Regions from separate parts of the Mus musculus genome. Here regions 2 and 3 are each linked to region 1. The links are chromatin contacts, called in public ChIA-PET and Micro-C maps. All regions are on one chromosome and are shown on one strand. The core of a region is the stretch at or near the end of the contact, and the rest is flanking DNA. Distances in the headings are between cores, read along the strand shown. Region 1 overlaps Setd4 (SET domain containing 4). Region 2 holds the start of Dop1b (DOP1 leucine zipper like protein B). Region 3 holds the start of Cbr3 (carbonyl reductase 3).

Region 1 (4,883 bases), core at 926-3,425:
CAATCCCAATGTCACAAAAACGGGGCGGGGATCAGGAGACCCTTTGTGTGACATCAGCAACAAGCCAGGAGGACACAAAGTTAAATGAAATAGGCCAGAGCCTCCATGTTCTACTTAGGACTGCAGAAAGAATGGCCGACAGCACGTGAATGGAGGCGAGACTGTGGGGATGTCCGTCAACACACAGAGGGGAGAGAGCTCTCTGGACAGCAACACGTGAGCAGAGTTAGGAACAAGGCACCGTGTTCATCACACAGACGATGAGAGCTCTCAGCACAGAAAGTCAGGTGGACAATGCTGTGCTTGGTGAAGCCACTCCACAGGTGTGTGTGTATCAAGCACCGCTGTGCACTGTACACTACATATAAAACTTGCAGTGGGATGTGCTGGCCCACGCACGCACACGCAGAAGCCAGAGGGGGATGCTGGGCACCAGCTCCTATTGCTGTCTACCTCTATTGCTGTGAGTCAAGGTCTCTCACTTAACCTGGAACTCACCGCTGGACTAGGCCAGCTGGCCAGCGAGCCTCCTTAATTCTCCTGGTTCCACCTACATCCACTGGTTTCTGCCTATCCCCACCCCAGGCCCCGGGAAAACAGGCTGCCATCCCAGCTTGCATGCCGGTCGTCACCATCAGGCCAGCTCCCCAGCCGCATTTACTTAACTTGTAAAATGTAAACCTGTTAACACAGCCACATTTGTTCATCAGGAACTCTCAGGACTTCCCTAATGGCACACATGATAAGCAGCCTCGGGACTGAAACCTTGGGCCCACACCTTGCGCAGCACAGCGTGCGTCTCCTCGATGACGTCAGAGCATATTTTCTGGGCCACGCCCAAGCTTGTCTTCTCGTTTGTATCGGAGATGACTTCGCCAAGGAGCACCTTTTTCCAGGATGTGCTAGAGCAGAAATATTCAATAAAGTCATTTCAGCAGGTCCCCGTTACCGGAGATGGCACTCACTCTGCAAGATGACACACAGCACGCCCATTCTTCCGGAGCACAGTGAAGCTCGGCTCCTAAGCCGTGACATCATTCAGCTCCTGAGTGGGAGCCACCAGCACGGAGGAAGAAAGAGGAGCAGAGTAAATCAAGGGCCAGCTAGTCAGTCGGCTCCCGGCCAGCAGAGACTGGATTCTATTTTCACAGCAGTCCTGGGTCTGGTGGACAAGTCATTGAAGTCACACCCACCAGCTACAGGGGCACAAGGGGCAGAAACACAAAACCGGAAGGCCAGGCTCTGGCAAATGGCCACAAGACTCAGCAGCTGTAGCACTGTGTGCTCCTTTAAGGGAAAGTTTTTCCTAAAAGGTGACAGCCACAAACACAGCTCACTGCCACACGCCCTCCAAATGGAAGGAGTCTGCAGCTAGGCCATCCTCTACACCCAGGTGAGTCAGTCACTCACGGTGCCTTGGCTTGCAGAGGTGAAGGCTCTGGGGTGTGACTGGCAGCCCTAACCCCTTAGAAAGGGTGAGGAGCCTGAGCAAGATGAACGTCTACACTGGGTTCTTCTACCCGGCTCCTTTCACGAAAAAGGCCTTCAGCGGGGCTGGTTAGGACAGTTAGAGGGTTGTGGTTAGAAGCTTGCTTACCACAGGAAAAGCCACCCACTGGCAGATGTGCCCTGAACAGTGACAGCGCTGACAATACTCAGTCACCAGGGGTCACCTGGACAGAGGGGCAAGTTCTCAGAGCCACGCACTCTGGAAGGCTAAGGCCCCTGAAAGCAGCGGGGCACAGTCCACTCCTTCCCTCTAAATCCAAGCCTCCCAAACCCCTCAGCTTCACCAGGAAGTAGGCGCAGCTTGTACGTAATGCAGGGGAGACTTACAAGCGCTCGGCTTCCAGACACAGCAACTTGAGAGCCGTGAGTAGCCTCCAGGACGGCCCATCCCATCCAAACGTCAGATTTCTACAAAAGAGAAGCAGGCAACACCAAATGTGTCGCGTAGAAACGACTCCGTGGCAAGCACCCAAGGAAGCCAGCAGTGGCTTTGAACAAGTACAATGCTAGGTCACCTCCACACAGAGGCGAGAAAATCAGGCTGCGGCTACGACGAATGAAGCTGGGTAACACCAGCCTCTGTGTGGGTCACTCCACACAAACGGAACCTGCTCTGACTGCTCTGGGCTGTGCTGGCTAGTTGATGTCATCTTTACACAAGCTAGAGTCACCGGAAAGAAGAGAACCTCAGCTGAGGAACTGCCTCCCTCAGATCCAGCTGCAGAGCACCTTCTTAATCAGTGAACAATGGCGCAGGGCCCCGCCCACTGTGGGTGGAGTCATCCCTGGGCAGGTGGTCCTGGGCTCTATGAGCAAGCAGGAGGAGCAAGCCAAGAGGAACAAAACAGTAAGTAGCTGTCTTAGTCAGGACTTCTATTCCTGCACTAACATCATGACCAAGAAGCAAGATGGGGAGGAAAGGGTTTATTCGGCTTACACTTCCACATTGCTGTTCATCACCAAGGAAGTCAGGACTGGAACTCAAGCAGGTCAGGAAGCAGGAGCTGATGCAGAGGCCATGGAGGGATGTTCATTACTGGCTTGCTTCCCCTGGCTTGCTCAGCCTGCTCTCTTATAGAACCCAAGACTACCAGCCCAAGGATGGCACCACCCACAAGGGGCCTTTCCCCCTTGATCACTAATTGAGAAAATGCTTTACAGTTGTATCTCATGGAGGCATTTCCCCAACTGAAGCTCCTTTCTCTGTGATAACTCCAGCTGTGTCAAGTTGACACACAAAACCAGCAGTGCAGCAGCACCCCTCCATGGCCTCTGCATCAGCTCCTGCCTCCAGGCTTCTGCCGTGCTTGAGTTCCTGTGATGTGGAAGTGTGAGCCAAATGAACCCTTTCCTCCCAGACTTGCTTTTGGTCATGGTGTTTTATCACAGCACTAGTAACCCTAACTAAGACAAGGCTAAAAGCCATTTCCAATCAATTTCAGCCAGACACTGAACTTGGTCACGGGACCACAGCAAGCGGCCTGGTAACTACATCACACGTTTACAGTGAGATGAACACAGAGACCCTGGTCATCCCGGAGAGCAAACAGCCACTGTCGCTGTGTACCCAAAAAACCTGATTTTATCCAGAAAAGAAGACGTGAAAGAGCTGGGGATCCGGTGTAGGTCACCGTCCCTGATGTTCTGCTAGGGACCAGCATGGCCTGTGACAGCGCAGCTCCACCCCACCTGACCCGGGCCTGGGTCACGGACAGGACTGTTTCAAGCTTGACTCTCACCCCTTGAGTGCCTAGGACAACAAGCCCAACTTGCTACAGTCTAAGAGCTTAATAAACACCCACCTGACAGCCAACACAGAGACAGGAGGGTCACACTTACAGAAACCAGAGCCAGGAGTATTCCCATGGGAACTCCCTGAAGGGATAATTTCCAGACAGAAAAGCCTTACCCTGTAAAGCCATGATCCTTCAAAATGGTTATCTTCCTGTGGAGCTGCTTATCTGCTGCAGGGAGGAACTTAACCAGCATGTCTGCATTAGAGAGGAGACCATCAGACTTAGGATGTGATTCAGATAAAGCACATGCCCCTCTCCCTCCCATCAGCCGCCCACGATAACCAGAGTGTCTGCCAGTTCACACCAAGTGTCCTCTTTAGGACAGCTCGCTGAGATCCCGGCTCCCTGAAGAGCTGTGAGCTTTCCAAGGCGGAGGACAGAAGCACAGACGCGAGGCTCAGGCTGCCCCTAAGCACATCAACAGCCTAAGAGGAAGCCGCCAGAGGGTTAGCCCTGCTGGGGGCCAGCTAGGAACAGGCTGCCTCAGCACACGCCCAGGACGGCAATACTGCGTTACACCTGATTCAAAGCAGTCCCCGCAGCCGTGACCACAGCCTCAGCCTAAACTGTGAAGCCTGGCGGACGTTTCTGAAGGAGAGAGAAAGCAATGGCTCTTTTGTTTTTTGAGGTGATAGAAGACTTCCATTCTGTGTTTTAAAAAGAAAGAAAAGCAAGGATTTGGGGGTGTAACTCTGACAGAAGCAAGCTTTCCTTTTCCTTCAGAGAGGGCCTGCACATGCCAGACCAGGCAGGCCACTGAGCCAACCCCTGGGCCCTACTCCATGTTAAACATAATGCTTGTTCCATGTGTTTACACGGTGTACTGGCGAGTTTTGTGTCAACTTGACACAGCTGGAGTTATCACAGAGAAAGGAGCTCCAGCTGAGGAAATGCCTCCATGAGATCCAACTGTAAGGCATTTTCTCAATTAGTGATCAAGGGGGAAAGGCCCCTTGTGGGTGGTGCCATCTCTGGGCTGGTAGTCTTGGGTTCTATAAGAGAGTAAGCTGGGGGCTGGAGAGGTGGCTCAGTGGGTAAGAGCACTGACTGCTCTTCCGAAGGTCCTGAGTTCAATTCCCAGCAACCACATGGTGGCTCACAACCACCCGTGATGAGGTCTGACGCCCTCTTCTGGTGCATCTGAAGACAGCTACGGTGTACTTACATATAATAATAAATAAATAAATCTTTAAAAAAAAAAAGAGAGTAAGCTGAGCAAGCCAGTAAAGAACATCCCTCCATGGCCTCTGCATCAGCTCCTGCTTCCTGACCTGCTTGAGTTCCAGTCCTGACTTCCTTTAGTGATGAACAGCAATGTGGAAAGTGTAAGCTGAATAAACCCTTTCCTCCCCAACTTGCTTCTTTTCTTGGTCATGACGTTTTGTGCAGGAATAGAAACCCTGACTAAGACACACATGAACTGCTTACAGTCAGAGCCACCACAAGACAACTACAAGGACTCAGAACAGGCCAATCTCAAAGCCAGCCGGCTTCCTAACTCACTGGACAAGTCCCCACTCACACTTTTCTTTACAGAGAAATCCCTGCATGCATTTATCATGTGTTGTCAGTGTACCA
Region 2 (4,883 bases), core at 1,232-3,731, 130 kb after region 1:
CTACAGAGAAACCTTGTCTCAAAAAGCCAAAACAAAACAAACAACAAAACATGCCAATTGTTGTTTGGCCATTTTGTCTAAGCTCTGAGATGAGAGTTTATCAAACCTTCACTGGGAAGTTAACTTTACTGAAATTAATGTTTTCCTGTTAAGTTGGCTCAATTCTTTGCTTCCCCACCCTTTCCATTTCAAGACCAGACATAAAAACCATTCCTGAGAAGACTAGAGTACTTGTATCTAGCAGATGGATGGAATAAAAGTTAGGGAACCAGACTTCAGCCATTTACATAACCCTTCCTGTTAGGGTTGTCATCTGGGTTTTGTTTTGTTTTTTACATTTAGTGTGTGTGTGTATGTGTGTGTGTGAGAAGACAGCTTTTAGAAGCTGGTTTTCTTATCCAAGAATCAAACTCTGAGCAGCAAGTGCCTTTACCCGATTAGCCTACTTGCCTTCCTGGATATATCTATTTTGGAATCTGATATAATCTATTTTTCCCAGAAAAAATATTCACTGAGCTTTATAAGCAATTACTAAATAGATTTGGATGGTGTCTTAGTTACTATTGCTGTGATGAAACACCACAACCAAAAGCAGCTTGGGGAGGAAGGGTTTGGCTTACTCTTCCATATCATGGTTCACCTTTGAAGGAGTCAGGGCAGGAACTCAAGCAGGGCAGGAACCTGGAGCCAGAAGCTGATGCAGAGGCCATGGAAGGTGCTGCTTACTGGCTTGCTCAGCTTGCTTTTTTTTTTTTTAAGATTTATTTATTATATGTAAGTACACTGTAGCTGTCTTCAGACACCCCAGAAGAAGGCATCAGATCTCATTACGGATGGTTGTGAGCCACCATGTGGTTGCTGGGATTTGAATTCCGGACCGTTGGAAGAGCAATCAGTGCTCTTAACTGATGAGCCATCTCTCCAGCCCTCAGCTTGCTTTTTTATAGAACACAGAACCAAACACAGAAGTGGATGCTCACAGTCAACTATTGGATGGATCACAGGACCCCCAATGGAGGAGCTAGAGAAAGTATCCAAGGAGCTAAAGAGATCTGCAACCCTGTAGGTGCAACATTATGAACTAACCAGTACCCCATAGTTCTTGACTCTAGCTGCATATGTATCAAAAGATGGCCTAGTCGGCCATCACTGGAAAGAGAGGCCCACTGGACAGGCAAACTTTATATGCCCCAGTAGAGGGGAACGCCAGGGCCAAAAAATGGGAATGGGTGGGTAGGGGAGGGTGTGGGAGGGTGTGGGAGACTTTTGGGATAGCATTGGAAATGTAATTGAGGAAAATATGTAATAAAAAAAATAAGAAAAAAAAAAAAAAAGAACACAGAACCACCAGCCCAGGTATGTCTTTACCCACAATGGGCTGGGCCCTCTCCATCAATCACTAATTGAGAAAATAAGGTTTTGTCTGCTTATAGCCAGATCTTATGAAAGTATTTTCTCCATCGAGGTTCTCTCCTTTCAGCTGACTCTAGATTGTGTCAAATTGGCATAAAACTAGCCAGCACTAGATAGCTCTTTCTAAAATTTTCATGGAATAGGCTATCACTGAAATAACCTTAGTCGGTAGAAGGCGCTGTTTCATCTGGCAGCGCTGCTGCTGGCGTCATCAAGACACGGTCAATGTCAGAGTGAATCCTGCCAGCTCCCAGACCCCATCACTCTTCGAGGATGCATGGACACCTTAACCCGGAACCCCCAAGCCTTCTGTTCCTGTTACCTGGGATTCTTCCTGCCTCCACCCCACGATGAAGATTGTGGGTGTGGTCCTGACGCAAAGCCCAAGGGTGCACGACACTGGGAAGGCCCTGCTCCCAGAGTCCGGAAAGCCCAGGGTTTTTTTTTTTTGTTGTTGTTGTTTTTTTTTTTTTCTCTTTTTTTTTTTTTATTAGGTATTTTCCTCATTTACATTTTCAATGCTATCCCAAAGGTTCCCCATACTCAGCCCCCTTCCCCATACCCACCCCCCAAGCCCAGGGTTTTACCTGCCTGTTTATGTGAGACCTTACCCGACTACATCGCAAGGCCACGCCCACCACTGGCCCCCCAAGTTTAGACCAGCCTCCAGCCCCAAAAACCCCGCCCTCAGAGACCCCACCCACCATCGGTCCACTGGCAGCTCCACGCGTCCAGAGCCCCGCCTTGAGCACCGAGGCCCCACCCACTCTGCCAGACCCCTCCCCCAACCCCTCCGCCTCCAAGTCTCCTCTTTCGCTCTCCGCCCTATGTGACTGACCAGGGCGCGGCCCCACGCCGCAGAGGCCAAACCAACCCCGCCACCAAGGCCCCGCCCACACGCCTAGAGTCCCGCCCACGAGGAGAGAGGCGCCGCCATACCGTTAAGGCTCCGCCCCCGTTCACGCGCAACGTCATGACCCCGCCTACAATGGCCCCTCCCAGTCACCGCTAAGGACCCCGCCCCACGCCGAGGGCCTGCCTCCAGGTCCCGCCCCCCGAGGTCCCGCCTTCCGGCCCCGCCCCCAGCCGCCCAGTTCCCGGGAGTGGCGGCAGCTGGGCGGAGGCGCAGCGATACCTCCGCCTTCGAGGTCTCTGCCGAAGCGCAGAGCCGCCTTGTCCCGCAGCCGACGGGCTCCGTCCCACGCCCACCGCCGAGGTCCGCGGCCGCCGGTAAGTGTGGTCCCCGCGGGCCCGGAGCGGCAGAGGCGTAGAGCTCGGGCGGTGGCGCGTCTGCTGCAGTGCGGGTACGGCCGCGCGTGGGTGTGGGCTTCAGACCCGGCCTTCTGCGCCTGGCAGGGTCCGTGCGAGCGGGCCTCGGGCCGCAGGTGGAGGTCGAATGGCCACCGCTGTCAGCCTAGCCGGCCCAGGGCCGTTCTGGAAGCTCAGCCTTTGTTGGGCAGGGCTTCCAGGTTCCCTAATGGTGTCCCAGCAGCCGGCGTGCACCAGCCAGCCTGCCCCTGCGCCGGCGGATAAGCCGCGGAGGAGGTGCTCACCCGGTGACAGCAGTCCCCATCTCGGGAAGCCTGTGTAGGGTTGTTGAGGACACCCCACCTTTAAAAGCTATTCCTGTGAAGTGTCAGGTGTCTTGCTTTTTTTCCCCCCTCTAGTGCTATTTGATCTCAGTGTAAAAGACCGAATTCAAAACTGGGCCAGTTGGTAAAGAGGGTTGATGCGCTGTAGAAGCAGGGACATTATCAGCAAGTAAATAGGAAGGCTGCTGATTGTCGGCTTTTACTGTGTTCATCATACTCCTTCCTTGTAAGCATGTTTACAACCGACTTCCGGATCCAGCAGATGGCTTTTGCGTCTTCACCTGAGCTTAGAAATTAGGAATGGGTAAGGCGAGAGCACTCCTACGAATGCTTTCTGTTTCAAGGTAAAGGTATCGGGTGCACGTGTGCATAGGGCTTTGCGTATTATCTTTTGTAGCCTCCATAGCGCTATCAGCCCACTGAACTGCGGTTGTATCTCACAAAAATAGGTGTTGGAGATGGCTTGTGAGAGGGGCTGTTTAGAGGTTGACCTAGCCATTGTATAACAGAACTGAGCCCGAATCCTATGCCTACCACTAATCCCTAATATCCCCATCTTTCGGCAGTAATGTCCCTTGTGGGACTCCAGTGTGTTTCGTAAGTGAAATCAGTGTAGAGCTGACACAGAAACTGTGTAGTGTTGTAATTCCCCATGCCCGTATTTTGAAGGGGTTCGCTTGAATAACCTCTGAGCTTCTTACCTGTGCAGTTGTGCCAGCATTGGGCCCTCACAGAGAAAGAACTGCACCTGCTGCCTGTTCATACCTGGCTGACAGCCTCCTTGCCAAGGGCAGCCAGGCGCTCTCTGTCATCCTGGACACTCACCGTCTCAGTGATGCAGCTCTTCCTGGCATCATGAGAGTCCACACCTGTGGGCTCCGAGGACTCCTTTGCTGATAGCTTGCCTTCCTCTTTCCTCTCTTGTCCAAACCAGACTCGGATAGCTCTGTGTGTGTGTGTGTGTGTGTGTGTGTGTGTGTGTGTGTGTGAGAGAGAGAGAGAGAGAGAGAGAGAGAGAGAGAGAAGAGAGTGTGTGAGTGTGTATGTGTGTGTGAGAGTGTGTATGTGTGTGTAAGAGAGTGTATGTGAGTATGTGTATGAGAGAGAGTGTGTGAGTGTGTGTGTGTGTGTGAGAGAGAGAGAGTGTATGTGAGTATGTGTATGAGAGTGTGTGAGTGTGTGTGTGAGAGAGAGAGGAGAGAGAGTGTGTGAGTGTGTATGTGTGTGTGAGAGTGTGTATGTGTGTGTAAGAGAAAGAGTGTATGTGAGTATGTGTATGAGAGTGTGTGAGTGTGTGTGTGTGTGAGAGAGAGAGTGTGTATGTGAGTATGTGTATGAGAGTGTGTGAGTGTGTGAGAGAGAGAGAGAGAGAGAGGAGAGAGTGTGTGAGTGTGTATGTGTGTGTGAGAGTGTGTATGTGTGTGTAAGAGAAAGAGTGTATGTGAGTATGTGTATGAGAGTGTGTGAGAATGTGTGTGTGTGTGTGTGTGAGAGAGAGAGAGAGAGAGAGAGTGAGTTGCAGCCAATCTTTGGGCTTCCTTTCTCAGGAAAGACATCCTTTTTATTTTGAGGCAAAGTCTCTCCTTGAGCCGGGAGCCCAGGTTAGGCCAGGCTGGTGGACAGAGCCCTGTGCTAGGATTACAAATGTGTACCCAGCACATCTGGCCTTTCTATCTGGGTTGTGGGGATGGTTCAGGTGCTCAGCACTTACCTGACTGAGCCACCTCCCCAGCCCAGACTCAGTCAGTATTCTAGCCTACCCTCTGTCACCTCATGTCAGCCTTATTCAGCTGCAGTTATTTAAGTAGTTCCTCAAGTTAGACTAGAGACCCAGTCCTGCTTGAGAATCTTTGTTCTGGGACACTTAATAAACAAACT
Region 3 (4,883 bases), core at 890-3,389, 97 kb after region 1:
CAAGGTTTCTCTGTGTAACCCTCCCTGGCTGTCCTGGAACTCAATTTGTAGACTAAGCCAACCTTAAAGTCAGAGATCTGCCTGCCCATGCCTTCCAATTGCTGGAAATAAAGGCATGCACCACCACCACCTGCTCTCAGCTCTGATCCTAAAGAAATTTATCCTGGGGGCATTTTGAGTGACCACGGCCTGGAAACACAGAATTAGGATCCCCAATTTATGTTCCAACTCAGAAGCACTTTCCCGAGGGTTTTATAGTTTCCCAGAGGATGTCATGAATCTTTGAAATCCATGGATGGGCACAGCAGAGAGGCAGGTACAGTGAGACGGAGCTGTTCTGTGGGCCCAAGATGCTACCTCAGGACATTCTTAGCTCTCGGATTGCTGGAAGCCAGTGTCCCACCGCGTCAGTAGCATCTAAGAGGCTTTTATTTATTATCACGAGATGTTGGCTCAGATTTGACAAGGAGAAGTTGTTCCAGAAGCTAAACCTAGTCCAAGATACTTAACCTCTGAACCTGCAGAATCCCAGTCTCCCCACAGCAGCCTGTCCTTCAGTCTCTTCAGGCACAGAACTCCTTCCAGGAGTCTTGTAGACAGCCAGGCACAACTTCTTCTCAGGAATTCTCATTCACAAGGATATGCTAGGCAAGTGCTCCATCACCGAACTACACTCTGAACTCCCCACTGGTCTTTAGGAGAGAAAGCAGAAAAAGTTGTCCCGGACTCTGTAAATGTTACTCCCATTGCTGCCTTGATCACATAACCAAAGAAAAAGCGATTTAAGAGCGGGTTTATCCTGGCTCACAGTTCGAGAGTCCAACACTGTGGGGTCCTAACCACATGAGCATAAGACAGATGGTCAAACTGTGTGTGGGGGTTGGGAGGAAGGGGGCGGGGTTCCCGTGTATGCAGAGGTCAGAGGTTGACAAATGTCTTCTGCTATTCATCTCTTCCTGATTCTTTGAGGCAGGGTCTCTCACTTGAACCAGACCTTGCAGACTTGGCTAATCAGCTCGCCTCCGGAAATCCTGCTTCTGGGGTCACACAGCAGCCACACTGCCCCACGTTGTGTGGAGCGGGGATTTGAACTCTAGTCCTCATAACCTTCACCCACGGAGCCAGCTCCACAGCCTTGGCCCAGCTCACTTTCTCCGTTTCATTCAGTCCAGCATCCCAGTCCCTGGAACGGTACTGAGCTTAGGGTGGGCCTCCTACCCCAGTCAGCCTAACTGAGAAACTCCCTCAGAGACAGGCTGAGAGAGAGGTCTGTCTCCTAGATCCTCTCAAGTTAACATCACAGGCAGGCTAGGCCCCCACAGAGCTCACCTTCCTCACCTCATTTGAAACAGAAGGTGGAGTCCGTAATAAGAGGCTAAGGCAGTTTGGCCGGATCAGCTCGGGAAACGCTGAATCACTGTGAGTGAGGACTTAATTGTCCTTCAACCTCACAATCCCTAGCCAAGTAGGATCAGCACAGACTCGATTCCACCCAAGAAGGGAGGAGGTCTGATTGCGTGCCCACACTTAGACACGCCTGGAATTTTGTTCGTAGGTTCAGCATCTCCTTGGGAGATGACTCGCATAGACTGAGACCAATGCAGATCTATCTGCATACCCAGTACACTTGGAATAAACCAAAGACCGGCACTGAGGACTCCCGTACTACTCAAAACAGTTCGATAAACATGAGCCTTCTCTCCCACGTGGGGGCGCACCGAGACCTCCAGCCGCGAGGGCTCGCCCACACCTGTTCAGTCTACTCCCAGGCACTGTTCCCTGAAGTCCCTGAGCAAACCGCGGGGTGTGTTAAGTAATCTCAGAGCGAGTTCCGCAGAAGCAAACATTTGCATTCTGCAGAGAACGACGGGTTCTCGCCCAAGAAAATTACGGAGCATTTGTTTTCCTCCTTTTGAAGTTTCCCCAAAATAGTTGTTTCAATCCGACTGCCACGAGTCCTGCTGACCCCTTCCTTTGGGAGCAGCGCTTGTCCCTGACCACTGCTTAGCTCGGAACCAGGATCTCTACACTGGCCGGCGGGCGGGCGGGCAGGCGAGCGGGAGGAGGCGGACCCTTCGGGAACAGACGGCTCCTCCTCAGAGGGGAGGGACAGGCTTCTCAAGGCCTTGCTCTCTAGCAGTCGCAGCGCCGGGTCCCAGAATCTAGTCCTACGCCACGGTTTTGACCACGCGTGACCCGCTGCCCAGCCGGCCCGGCCATCAGGTGGTCCGTGTGTCCCTCTGACATGTCGTCCTGCAGCCGCGTGGCCCTGGTAACTGGGGCTAACAAAGGCATCGGCTTTGCGATCACGCGTGACCTGTGTCGGAAATTCTCCGGGGACGTGGTGCTCACGGCGCGGGACGAGGCGCGGGGCCGCGCGGCGGTGCAGCAGCTGCAGGCGGAGGGCCTGAGCCCACGCTTCCACCAGCTGGACATCGACGACCCGCAGAGCATCCGTGCGCTGCGCGACTTTCTGCGCAAGGAGTACGGGGGACTTAACGTGCTGGTCAACAACGCGGGCATCGCCTTTAGAAGTAGGTGTGGGGCTCCAGGAGGAGGTGTCCCGGGGTTTTCCGAGGGTGCTGGGCAGTGAGCCTCTGGGATCCGGAGGCTGCGCCATCCCGCCTGGGTGCACCCGGCTCGCGCTCTGCGTGGCGAGTTCCCCCGTGCGGTGACTCGGGTGCGGGCCCGCCCAGGCACCCCACTCCATGCCCGACCCGGCCGGCGGCCTGTGCGGGCCTGTGCTCCGCCGGAGGCCCTCCTTGGAACTTTCAGCTGCGCCTGTTTGGAAGAAAACCGGTCTCTTGGGAGGGGACCACGCCTTGTCAAGCTCATCAGCTTTCTGTCCCACGCACGAAGGCTTTTCTCAGAGAAGGGTCTTCCAAAAAAATAGGGTTGGAGCTTTCGCTTCGCGTGAAACAAGGGCGAATTCATAGATGCCAGTAGATATCTGCTGAGGACAGGAAATGGGTCGCCCGGACACAATTAGCGCCCTGGCACGATAGTGGGTTTCCTACCCGCTTTAATGGAGCGTTTTGAGAGGCTCTGGCAAAAAGGAAGCGAGCTCTGCTTCCCTCCTCCTCGGGGAACTAGGTTTGTTATTAAACTTGCAAGTGCGGTTTGGAAATCATCTTCCTTTAGGGGAAAAAAAACCCAAAAAAACAAAACAAGATCGCTTACTCTAACAAATGTCCAATTAGCAAAATTATCCAGTTGCCATGTGCTGGAACTGAAACAAACATTCCAGCTTCACTGAAAATGCTGAGAGAGCCGGAGACTAACGAGGGAGGGAGACTATTGTGCAGCCGAAAACTCTCCAGTTGGCCCTGGACACCCATAGGCGCCTTGCGTGAGAGCCAAGACACCCTTGTACCCGCACTTCCAAACTCTGGCATGTGGGCTTTGGGGAAGGGGAGGGGCGAGCTCACCACCTCAGCCACTCTCAGCGTTGTCGGATGGAAGGTTTGGTGAATTATGGCCCTGGAGGTTCATACTTAAATGTGGGCCATGTGTATGCAAATCTGAGCAGCAGCTGCCCCACCACACAAGCTGAGGTCTTACACCAGCCTCACCAGAGCATCTTTTCCCAACCTCCAGGAACCCTATTCAAGCTTGAGACAGGAAGATCAAAACTGAGTGTTCTTGAGACGCGACATGAGCGTGGCTGATGAGAAACTTGAGGTGTGGACCAGAAAGTTCTTTCCTTATGCTCTTAAGACCTTTAGAATGATCAAGTTCTAGTTTAAAGGTGTGTGTGTGTGTACTTTACAGATGTGTGTATCACCACACTCAGCAAGACTGTCCTAAAGTTAGTACACTTTCCCTTTAGCTGTTATGTGATGAGATCCAACTTGGCCACACGAGTTTCAGAGGAAAATGTAATTCTTTTTTCTTTTCTTTTCTTTTCTTTTCTTTCTTTCTTTCTTTCTTTTTTTTTTTTTTTTTTTTTTTTGTGTGCTTTTCAAAGTGGATGACCCAACACCCTTCGACATTCAAGCTGAGGTGACACTGAAGACGAACTTTTTTGCCACTAGAAATGTCTGCACTGAGTTACTGCCTATAATGAAACCACATGGTAAGTCCAAAGTAGGACTACTGTCCCTCGGGAAGTGGCCCTCGGTCCCTCAAATAGGGCAACCAACAGGGACCACTCAGGGCTGCCATTTGCTTGTGAGATGGAGGGTAAAAACTGCCTTATTTTATCAAGGTGTCTGGCTCTGTACTTGAGCCTTTTGGCTGTGGTTGTCAGAACCCTGTGGTACTGATCAGTTCTTGGGGTCTGTGTCATGAGCTCAACCTCCATCACAGACTGCAGCATGGCCCCAAAGGTCTGTGACAGTCTTAGAGAGTTGCCCTCCTGCCCCCGACATTGCAAGGATGGGCCCACCCCTGACTTATCTGCCATTATAACAGTCCTTCTGTTCCTTTCTTATGTCAAACAAACAAACGAACAAACAAACAAAAAGCTTATGAGAAGGTGTTTTTCTAAATGTTGTCAGCTGAGAGAATCCGAAAGAAGTAGTTTTTTGTGGGGAACACCTTACCTCCAGCCCATGAGGGTTCAATATTTATTATTAATTATCATTAGTTTCCTTCTAATGTTTATTGGGTGCCCACCATTATACCCAGCACTGGTAGTAAAAACTGGGCCCATCATATACAAGAGGACCCTTTCATCCACAGAGCCTGGAGCTGAGCTGGGAGATAGAGATTTTCTAACAAAGACTCTAAGGTGTGAGATGGCCAACTTGATAGAGAGAGGCACTTCTCTGGGGATTTCCCTTTTCTGAGATTGACTGTGGTTCTGAGGGGAAGCGCTGTTGTTTTGTTGTTGTTGTTTTTTTAAGGCTTTAATTTATTTTATGTATGAGTACTCTACCTGT

What was found. A called contact is a pair of places that touch in the nucleus more often than the background predicts. ChIA-PET counts read pairs in DNA pulled down with a chosen protein or histone mark.
Region 2: a contact with region 1 is called in an RNA polymerase II ChIA-PET map of memory CD8 T cells, with 10 read pairs. The contact joins the promoter of Dop1b here to the enhancer-like site in region 1. A contact is called at or near these places in 1 of 39 promoter capture datasets (macrophages), 2 of 484 Hi-C or Micro-C datasets (both in liver), 2 of 115 datasets of contacts at active chromatin or transcription factors (effector CD8 T cells and memory CD8 T cells) and 4 of 9 other capture datasets (adipose tissue, embryonic stem cells, liver and 1 more).
Region 3: a contact with region 1 is called in a Micro-C map of B cells, with 4 times the contacts expected there. The contact joins the promoter of Cbr3 here to the enhancer-like site in region 1. A contact is called at or near these places in 1 of 39 promoter capture datasets (epiblast stem cells), 3 of 484 Hi-C or Micro-C datasets (B cells and embryonic stem cells), 4 of 115 datasets of contacts at active chromatin or transcription factors (effector CD8 T cells, embryonic stem cells and memory CD8 T cells) and 3 of 9 other capture datasets (adipose tissue, liver and pancreatic islet).

What each region holds. Positions count from the first base shown.
Region 1 is chr16:93,584,401-93,589,283 of GRCm38.p6, forward strand. It overlaps Setd4 (SET domain containing 4), which reads right to left. Exons shown (of 12, transcript NM_145482.3): 9 at 3,419-3,500; 10 at 1,837-1,917; 11 at 779-902. Among named protein-coding and RNA genes, the nearest start is that of Setd4, 17 kb to the right of the region's middle. Within about 2 kb of position 2,176, at least 118 of the 459 cell types and tissues checked have an H3K27ac peak or open chromatin away from gene starts, as enhancers often do. A contact at or near this core is called in B cells, effector CD8 T cells, epiblast stem cells and 1 more, where this site is marked.
Region 2 is chr16:93,709,426-93,714,308 of GRCm38.p6, forward strand. Dop1b (DOP1 leucine zipper like protein B) reads left to right here and starts at 2,482. Exons shown (of 37, transcript NM_027293.1): 1 at 2,482-2,643. Gm41501 (a long non-coding RNA gene) reads left to right here. Exons shown (of 3, transcript XR_876265.3): 3 at 1-207.
Region 3 is chr16:93,681,080-93,685,962 of GRCm38.p6, forward strand. It overlaps Cbr3 (carbonyl reductase 3), which reads left to right and starts at 2,140. Exons shown (of 3, transcript NM_173047.3): 1 at 2,140-2,534; 2 at 3,968-4,075. The coding sequence starts at 2,246.